Regions from separate parts of the Arachis hypogaea genome. Here region 2 is linked to region 1. Evidence: chromatin contacts called from public Hi-C data. All regions are on one chromosome and are shown on one strand. The core of a region is the stretch at or near the end of the contact, and the rest is flanking DNA. Distances in the headings are between cores, read along the strand shown. Region 1 has its middle 7.1 kb from the start of LOC112728026. Region 2 holds the start of LOC112728027 (histone-lysine N-methyltransferase, H3 lysine-9 specific SUVH5).

Region 1 (4,606 bases), core at 880-3,379:
TCATGTGCCAGCGAGGGCGCTAGGCTCCCTTAGGGGGGTGGATTGTAAGGCCCACATCGGTTGGAGAGGGGAACGAAGCATGCCTTATAAGGGTGTGGATACCTCTCCCTAACATGACGCGTTTTGACGAGTGAGTGTGTGGGACTTAGACTATCATCCCTATCGTTAAAGACAAAACCGTGAGGCCTTGTGTGCCAAAGCGGACAATATCATGCTAGCGGGTGATCTGGGCTGTTACACTTGAACCCCTCATCAGTCTCCCAATAATACTTAACGTTCATTATTATTGCAGTGAAAAATAAAAATGAATCTTTTCTATTTTTTCTATTGATATTGTTAATTGTTAAGTGTATTTTTTATTATATAATATATTCTTTTATATTTTTTCTATTTTATTTAAAATAGCATAATAAAAAATTACATTTTATCATATTTATTTAAAAAAATGAAAAATTTATTCCCCAAGTATAATTACTATTCTTACTAGTGATCTTTCTATGATAATTAACTTCCATATATTTTTAATTTTTATAAAAATTATTTAGGCTGGGTTGATTTTATTAATTATTCTCTTAAAAAAATAGTAATTTTTATTATCTTGGATTTTATAAATTTGGGAAAAAATCTGAAAACTAACTTTAATTAGCTACAATTCGTTTAACTTTATTGTAAAATAAATTTAAAGAATCAATTTCCCTTTAAAACAAGTTATAGAGAAAAAAATGATTGTATTACTATTATTATTCAAAAACATAAAATTTATCTCTATTATTAAAAAAAATAAAATTATTCTTTTATGAAATACTTGTATATATATAAGAATGAGAATGTTATACTAAAATTTAATCAATAAAAAAAATTAATTTTCAAATTTTAAGATATTATTTTGTTCTTATATATTTTTTAGTTAAGAATGAGATTAAAATTAACTCGTATGTACTAATAAATATATGTTTCAATAAATTAAAATTGTGTGATAAAATGAAAAAAAATGTGCTTTAAGATTTATGGAGCAATAAAAAAAAAGCTGGCCTCAACCCAAAATGCTTTCTTTTGTGCAATAAAAAAATACTCTAACACATTATAATTAATCATGATAAATATAATTATTTAAACTAAGCATTAAAATTCTAATGTGAAAGAGAGAAAAAAAATCTTTGCACTCCACTTTTAAGATTGTATTTTCCCTGCAAAATAACAAACTTTGTTTTCTTCTCTTTTAAAGACACTTGTCAACTATTTTTTGTGATAGCAAAAATTTGCATGTATAATTTTTTCTTTGTTTTTTACCATAAAATTCACTATATATTTATTATTTAACTTATTTTTAAAATATATAAATAATTAATTTAATGATTGATTTTATATATGTATGCATATAACATAATTGAATATGAAATAACAATTTGACCAAGGACGGTGCTTTCACGTATTTGGGGAATGAAGCAGGTCTTCCTATCTAGACTAGACTTTAGAAAGATATCATTAAAAGGGTAAAGAGTAAAAACATTAAATAACAATTGAATTCGATCCAGTTCCACTTAGACTTTAATTATTATCCAAGTATTCAATGAGTTTTCCTTGAACTTTCGTCAGTGCTAAAATAGTGCCATCGGCGTTTGAAAGTTTTATATTGATGATGCTGCCAACTTATCAAAAATGGAAAACTTGATCATTATTGAGACATTGAATTCGAATTTCACTATGATTTATATAGTAAAGTGAATTGATTGCTGAGATAAAAATAATAAGTTGCTAAATGTTCACATTATTGAGAAACTTTGATTGAATACAAGAAACCGCATCCTAGATCAATGACCAAATTGTTATGCGTATAACTCTAGATAATTTACAAAATTTTACAGAAGAATAATGTATATACTCAATAATTAATTGAAGACAACAAAATACAAAATATTAATGTAGAAAAAAGGAGAGAAGGAGAGGAGAATGAGAGGAAACAAAAATAGGAAAAGATTTTCAAAATTTTTTGTTGTAACTAAAAAAAAGAGAAGAGCGGATGATAAGAATAAGAGAAATTCATAATTTTTTTGGTCATACAACTCAGGCTAAAGACTAGAATCCAAATATAATTTTGAATGAGACACAAGTACAAACCTCAAACCACAAGAGAAATCCATATGAACTGCTAATTGGAAGACAAAAAAATGGGCCAGGAGAGACAAAGAGGAGAATAAGAGAAATTGTTTTTTCTAGAGCTCCACTTTTGCAATTCAAAAGAAAAAAAAGATAGTAAGGCATATAAATCTTTACTGGCCAAAAATATCCAATTTAATTAAGTAGAGTTTCAATCGAAACAGGTTGACAATTTAATTGGATAGAATTGCGGTTGTGGGCTTAGGCCCGGTACTCCAACCAAAAACAAGAATTGGGGTTGGAGTATTTGACTAATAATTCTATGCTTCTCACAGGTAAAGATTTGAATTTAAATTATTTTTTGGCAAAAATACTTGTTGCTGTTAGATTAATAATTTCATTGGTTAATATAATATATAAATAATATTTGATATTTGAATGATAAAAAAATTAAATCTTGAAGTTAATTAAAAATAAATTTAGAGTAAAATAATAAATAAAATTTTTTACAATTTATATTTTAAAATTTAGAAGATTAGTATTTAAAAAATAAAATTATTAATAAATTTTTTACAATAGTAACACATTATTTCTAAATTACTTTTATAACAAAGGTTAAAAATCTTAATTTAAATTAAATTATCTGTCTTTCATTGTAAAAAATATATTTTTTTTAAAAATTAATCTACTCGTAAATTTATTTGTTAGGTGGAATTAAAAGATTTAGAGTACGAATTGAATACATATAGTTCATATGTTAAGGAAGTGAATTTGCAAGTGTTATGAAGCACAAGGTTGAAGGCACTTTTAAGATTTATTATTTTATTTTATAACACAGATTAATTGTAGCACATGACAATCCTACTTGAAAGAATAAACCATACAATGCTAAAGAGAAATTAGTTAAAAGCTAATAGAAATTAAAGAAACTTATCAGAAATACTGTAGAATACAAACCTGACAACCTAACAAAGAGTATATGCTCATATTAAAAGTTCGCTGCTTACTGACGCCTGGACGCGTGTCATTCTCGAAGTTGCGTTGCGTGTCTTACTCATGTTTTGCCACGCGTGCACCGCACGTGTCCATGCATGGCCACGCTCACTGTTCCTTTCTAAGTAGTTGTCACGTTCTTGATTTTTCCTCCTTACTAGCTAATAATTTTAGCATTGATTATGCAATACAAATTTGTTGCCTATATAAAGCCTCATCAATGACCATGTTAGCATATTGAGCAAAGAGTCAAGTATAATCAACTAAATTATTGCATAGATATAAGTTATAAGCATGGCATCTAAGCAACAAAAACAAGAGCTTGATGAAAGGGCAAAACAGGGAGAGACTGTGGTCCCTGGTGGAACTGGTGGCAAGTCTCTTGAGGCTCAGGAGCATCTTGCTGAAGGTTATTATTATTATTATTATTATTATTATTATTATTATTATCTCAATAATAATATTACGTTAAATATATATAAATGAATATGCAACTATATGGCATAAAAATGTTGTTTCACTATCAGGAAGGAGCAAGGGAGGGCAAACAAGGAGGGAGCAGTTAGGAACAGAAGGATACCAAGAGATGGGTCGCAAGGGTGGATTTAGCACCATGGAAAAATCTGGAGGAGAGCGTGCTGAAGAGGAAGGCGTTGAGATTGATGAGTCCAAGTTTGTCACCAAGAACCTAAACAAGTAGTACCATAATCTTATTATAATCCTAATCATGTATGCTAGCTTCTAATGTATGTGTGCTTAGTTTATTAGTACTAGGTAGTGATGTTTAGGGTTAATATATAACAAAGTATTTAGGTCCAGTGTCTAGAGTTCTCTAATAATAACTAGCTAGCATATATTGAGAGGTTATGCTCATTATTACTAGTGCTTCAGTTGTTTTATGCTTCAGTTGTTAATATGTACGGTTTGTCTGCATGATGTGTTTAATGATGTAATGAGAAATCTAATATTTTCCTTTGGAGAGTTGAACAGTGGTTTATGTTGTAGCATAATAATGCCATTACTTATGATGGGTGCAAATATCATTTCATCTTTGCTAAAGTAACAAAGTATTGCAACCTAAACATTAATTTTGTAATGTTTAGTCATGTATTTGCCAAAATAAAATTATTAATCTTTGCCGTAATATTTCTAATTCCTAGTAGATTTGCCCAGTTGTGCGTTGAAAATTGACGAGAACAGAGAGGTGGTAAGAAGAATTTAACTTTAGTTGACTGAAAAGTGACGAGACAAAAGAGTCTGTCATTGGCACACTTTGCGTTATATAAACTGTGCTGCTTGCATTTCTCATTTCATATTTTCAAGTCCTGAATATCAGCATATCGAATCAAAGTACAACATGTTGTCCCTTCTTAGTTCAAACAGTGTGAACTCAATCTAACTAGTTATTTTGAGTACTCTTCGGATACTTTTAGATACGATTTTAGTTCTAATTTTTAAATTAAAATCAAATTAACAAACTTCTTCTAGAACTAAATTTTTGGAAAGAATGTTTGGG
Region 2 (4,606 bases), core at 667-3,166, 65 kb before region 1:
AACAACCATCTGTGGAAACAACTAGACATTGAATTGAAAGAACAACGAAAACAGACACTTAGAAAATCAGGGCTTTGAGAAGAAAATGATGGTAAATAATGGGAAATGCTCACTAGAAAGCAAAACAAAAGAAAGTCTCAACTGTCATCAACTAGAAAAGAGAAAAGAGAGTGGTGAACGCAATTGAAACTACTGGATTGTTGTTTCATTTTGGTGTTATCAAATTAGCATTTCCAAGAACTAGTTACGCATGCAAGAACAAGAATCAAAATGGTAAAAGAACACACAAATAATTAGGATAAAAAGAAAAGAGAATGCAGACCTAAGTGATAGAGAGTGAGGTTCATAGAGGGAAAGGAATTGAATTTGAAAGGGAACAACCGATCAACCACATGCAAATGTGAACACTCTGGAAAGTACCAGACAACATTATAACTTATAGCATTGTAATTTGTAACCGTATGGGCATTTTATTTAAATTTAAATAAAGTAAAAAAAGAATTATTACAATTTGAACAGATGGGACACTAGTAAAAAACTACATGTATTCAATTCAGTTTCATATTTATAACGGATTTTGTTGATCATTAGTGTAATCATGAAAATATAACGAGTAGATTTCAAGAAGATCTAAAAAAATTGTTTTACTATTATTGTGCGCTCTTATTAAGACTAAGACCAGCTCGATTAATGAAAATTGAACTTGCCTCAAGATTTCGTTTATTAACAATCAAACCTATTTGTAAAGTTTAAAACTTGGCTAACCAAAAATTTAAGAACTATCTCAAATAACATAAACATAATTTATAATTCTATATAAATAAATTATATAACTTATATATAAACAAATATCAATTATATCAATTATATATATTATCTGTCTATTAATTATAAATTATATCTTCTATTATAATCATAATTATATATAAAAATTATGTGTGTAAAATATATATTATTATAAATAACATTATAAGGTTATAAATTTATGTATATAATCAAGCTAATAAAAGCTTACCAAATTTAAACTTGACTCATTTAAATTTATGAGTTCGCTCAAGTTTAGCTCACAAACTCATCAACTCAGCTAATAGAGCTATTAAAGAGATTAGAGAGTCGAGATAGAGCTAGCTTGATTAACTTTGAGTTAGGGCACAAGATAACTATTAAGAGTCTAATTGAGTTGATCTAGTGGTTCGAATCACGTCTTGTGTATGCAACAACTCATATGTAAGTAATAAACCCTCAAATAAAGTTCAATACTACGGCTGATTAGTAGTTGTCTTACCGGATTGAAGTTGAGAGATACCATAGAAACCCAAAAAAAAAAAAATCTAAACTCTAAACACAAGATAACTAAATCAGTAAACCCTAATAGTAAAAGAGAAAAGACGGCATTGAAAGGGAAGAAGACAAGTTTCATAAAAGCAGGATAATGATTAATATAAAACAAATGAAAAAAAAAGAGTTGAAAATGGAGACTAGACTGACGGGGAAAGAACATTCTTTTAATATATAAAAGATAATTTATTATTTTATTTTGTTCCATGGTTTGTGCACCGAAGAAAGAAGCATTACTCAATCAGCAGAAAAATAAAATAAAATAAAAAGACGGAAAAACTTAAAATGTGAGAGAACATTGATAGTAGAGATAAAATAAAAAAGATTCAAACTTACCGACGAAGATGAAAAGGACCGGGAAGTTCACTCTATTAACTGTTCAGTGCTCGCCACACCACACTGCACGTTTAGTTGAACTTTGAACTTTGGAATTTGAAGTTTGAACATTGAACAGAGTGTGTTAATTGCTACTACAGAATAACTTCTTGCTCAACTAGCTAAATCATTATTACAATGTGGTGGGACCCATTTTACCCAAAGAGTGAATTTGACCTAGCGAGAGAAAATGCCAAAATGGGATTATTTCTGTTTTTCTTTTCCCTAAAAAAACAAAACAAAAATATTAGACTCAATAGGGCGGAGATGCCCGAACCGACTCGAAGATTCAGTCAAAATTCAAATATTTTAGGGTCTAATTGTGTGTAATTTCATCCAATCTAAAATTAAATCTGATCTCAAAAATAGATCTAGTTATATTTTTTTATTAAAGATAGGAGATTCGAATCCGCAACCTCTTAATTGAATACAGAAAGACTATGTCATTTGAACTATAACTCATTGACTTCACTCATTATTTAGAATTGAATTCAGGTCAAGATGAATTCGACTTCACTCATTCTCTATGCATCTACAGAAACTAAAAATAGTATATATATTTTTTAAATTAATTTTAATATTATGTTATATTAATTATAACTTTATCGTTTTATTTTTAATCACACTTGTTGAATTAAAAAATATATCAAAAAAATATCACATTAAAATTTATAGATAAATTCAAGTTCAAATATCGATATCAACTTTTTGAGAACAAAATTTCTTTTTTATAAATAAGTGTGTCATAAATTTTTTTTATAAATAAATTTTTTTATAAACTATTGTTAAAGTTTTAAAGGTCCGATTTTTACTTTATTTAAACCCGATATAATTGTGGTCTATTTAGATTTTATTGGGTATAGGACCGAATTATAGTCTAAAAAATAGACTCGGTGTATATTAATCTAAATTAGGACAAATCTAATTTTCATCCGACCATATATCCAGTACACTGCTAAGACTCAACGGCATAATATTTCATAATATATTAATATTTAAGTTATACAAATATTTTATGCACTCAAAAATTAATTTATATATAATTTATTTTATTTTTAATACATAATTTATATTAATAATTAATTTTAATGATAATTTTAGTATATATTTAATATAATTGTAAAAAATAAAAAAATCATACTATTTGTCTAAACCAGTAAATTATATTTTAATGTTAGTTATTGGTTGGGTAAGAAAAAATATGAATCACGTAGGAGAACTGATTTTGAATAATTCTGAGTCCTAGACTTAAATATATTAAGACTATACGAAAATAAGGCAACCTCAGGAAATCTGAATAAGAAGACAGTTGTTTACTCTATTTTTGGAAGAAAAAGTATATCACAATCATATAAGATGGACAGTAATATTTTAGGTTGTTATAAAAATAAAATGGTAATGATATTATTTTTTTTTTCTTTAACTTTTCTCAATTTTTTTATTTTTTATTTATTTTTATGAGTGAAATTCAAGACTAAATTTTTACAGTAATTTCTCAGATTCACATACAGATTCACATACAGTTTTTACTAATTTAATCTCTTAAATTCTAATTATATTATAGAAAAGTTATTAGGCGTATTAGAAATATCGGTATTTCAGTTGTTTTAACCGTTGATCTAAATTATAAAAAATATATATAATATATATTAATTAAGATCAATGGTTAAAACAACTGGAACACTGGTATTTTCGACTACACCTGATAACTTTTCTATATTATAATAATTATACTCTCGCTCTCAGTAAACACAATAATGATCTGATAGTTAAGTTTTATTCAGATATATAGGAGTATCAAATGATCACTGTATTTGCTGAATTAGTGCCAAAAACAATAATATCACATATGTATTTAGAACAGAAAAAAATTATCAAACACAAAAAAAAGGGTTTAAGAAATTTTAACGTACCTTTTTCTTTTTTTCTTTTCCAAGGCTAAACTAAATACATTCGAAGTTGTAGCTCCTGCATTCATTTAACATATATTTATATTTGATTTTTTGGTCTTTATTAATTCCAATAGTTTTCTTCACGTAAAAAGTTGAAACATAAACCAATAACAAAAATAAGAAATAAGATTATTGAGAATATTTAAAAAAAAATATTAAAAAAATTCTGATTTATTCATATATTATTTTTATTTTTAATAGTATATTTTATCAAATTTTGTACATTACTTCTAATATAATAAATAAATATTAATTTTTATTAAATTATTATTTTTTAATAATTATCTATTTAAAAGTGATTTTAATTAATATTATTCAAATAATATTTATTTTATCAAAATCAATTTCGATATAGAATTGCAAATATAAATCATATTGACACAAATTTATTTCTACTAAAAATTAATTCTATAAATTGCCAATCCAAACACATATTTAGTCCATTTGACTTTCCTAAATTTTTTCACATATTCAAAATTTATATAGATACTTTTTTTGTGTCTCACGCACGGTATTTCTAATATGGTAGACTAAAAATTAATCTGTGGTAAATCTGAGTTTTATTTAAGAATTTGTGGCTAACCAATAAATTCGCTGTATGTACAATATAAAAGTTAAATTCTAACACTTATTTAAACAAACTAGTATACTAACTATTAGACCAATTTAAATTAGCTCAGATAACAATATTTAAATAAGCAATAGTATATTTTTAGTAAAGCATCGTTTTTGTCCCCAACGTTTGGGTAAGTCTCAAAGTTGTCCTTAACGTTTGAATCGTCCTATTTAATTCCTAACGTTTCAAAATTAACTCAATGTTGTCCTGCTGTTAGGAATCTATTAACGGAATTGACGGCGGGACAAAATTGAAACGATTTTGAAACATTAGAGACTTAAATAGGACGAAAATATTAGGGACAAAAACGATACATAGAAATAAA

The links. Hi-C and Micro-C count contacts between places; a contact is called where the count stands out from the background.
Region 2: a Hi-C map of leaf shows a contact between it and region 1, with 4 times the contacts expected there. The contact joins the promoter of LOC112728027 here to the enhancer-like site in region 1. A contact is called at or near these places in 2 of 8 Hi-C or Micro-C datasets (both in leaf).

What each region holds. Positions count from the first base shown.
Region 1 is chr12:104,927,549-104,932,154 of arahy.Tifrunner.gnm2.J5K5, reverse strand. It overlaps the pseudogene LOC112730427. Among protein-coding and RNA genes, the nearest start is that of LOC112728026, 7.1 kb to the right of the region's middle. Within about 2 kb of position 2,129, at least 3 of the 3 cell types and tissues checked have open chromatin away from gene starts, as enhancers often do.
Region 2 is chr12:104,991,926-104,996,531 of arahy.Tifrunner.gnm2.J5K5, reverse strand. LOC112728027 (histone-lysine N-methyltransferase, H3 lysine-9 specific SUVH5) reads right to left here and starts at 1,916. Exons shown (of 3, transcript XM_025778003.3): 1 at 1,675-1,916.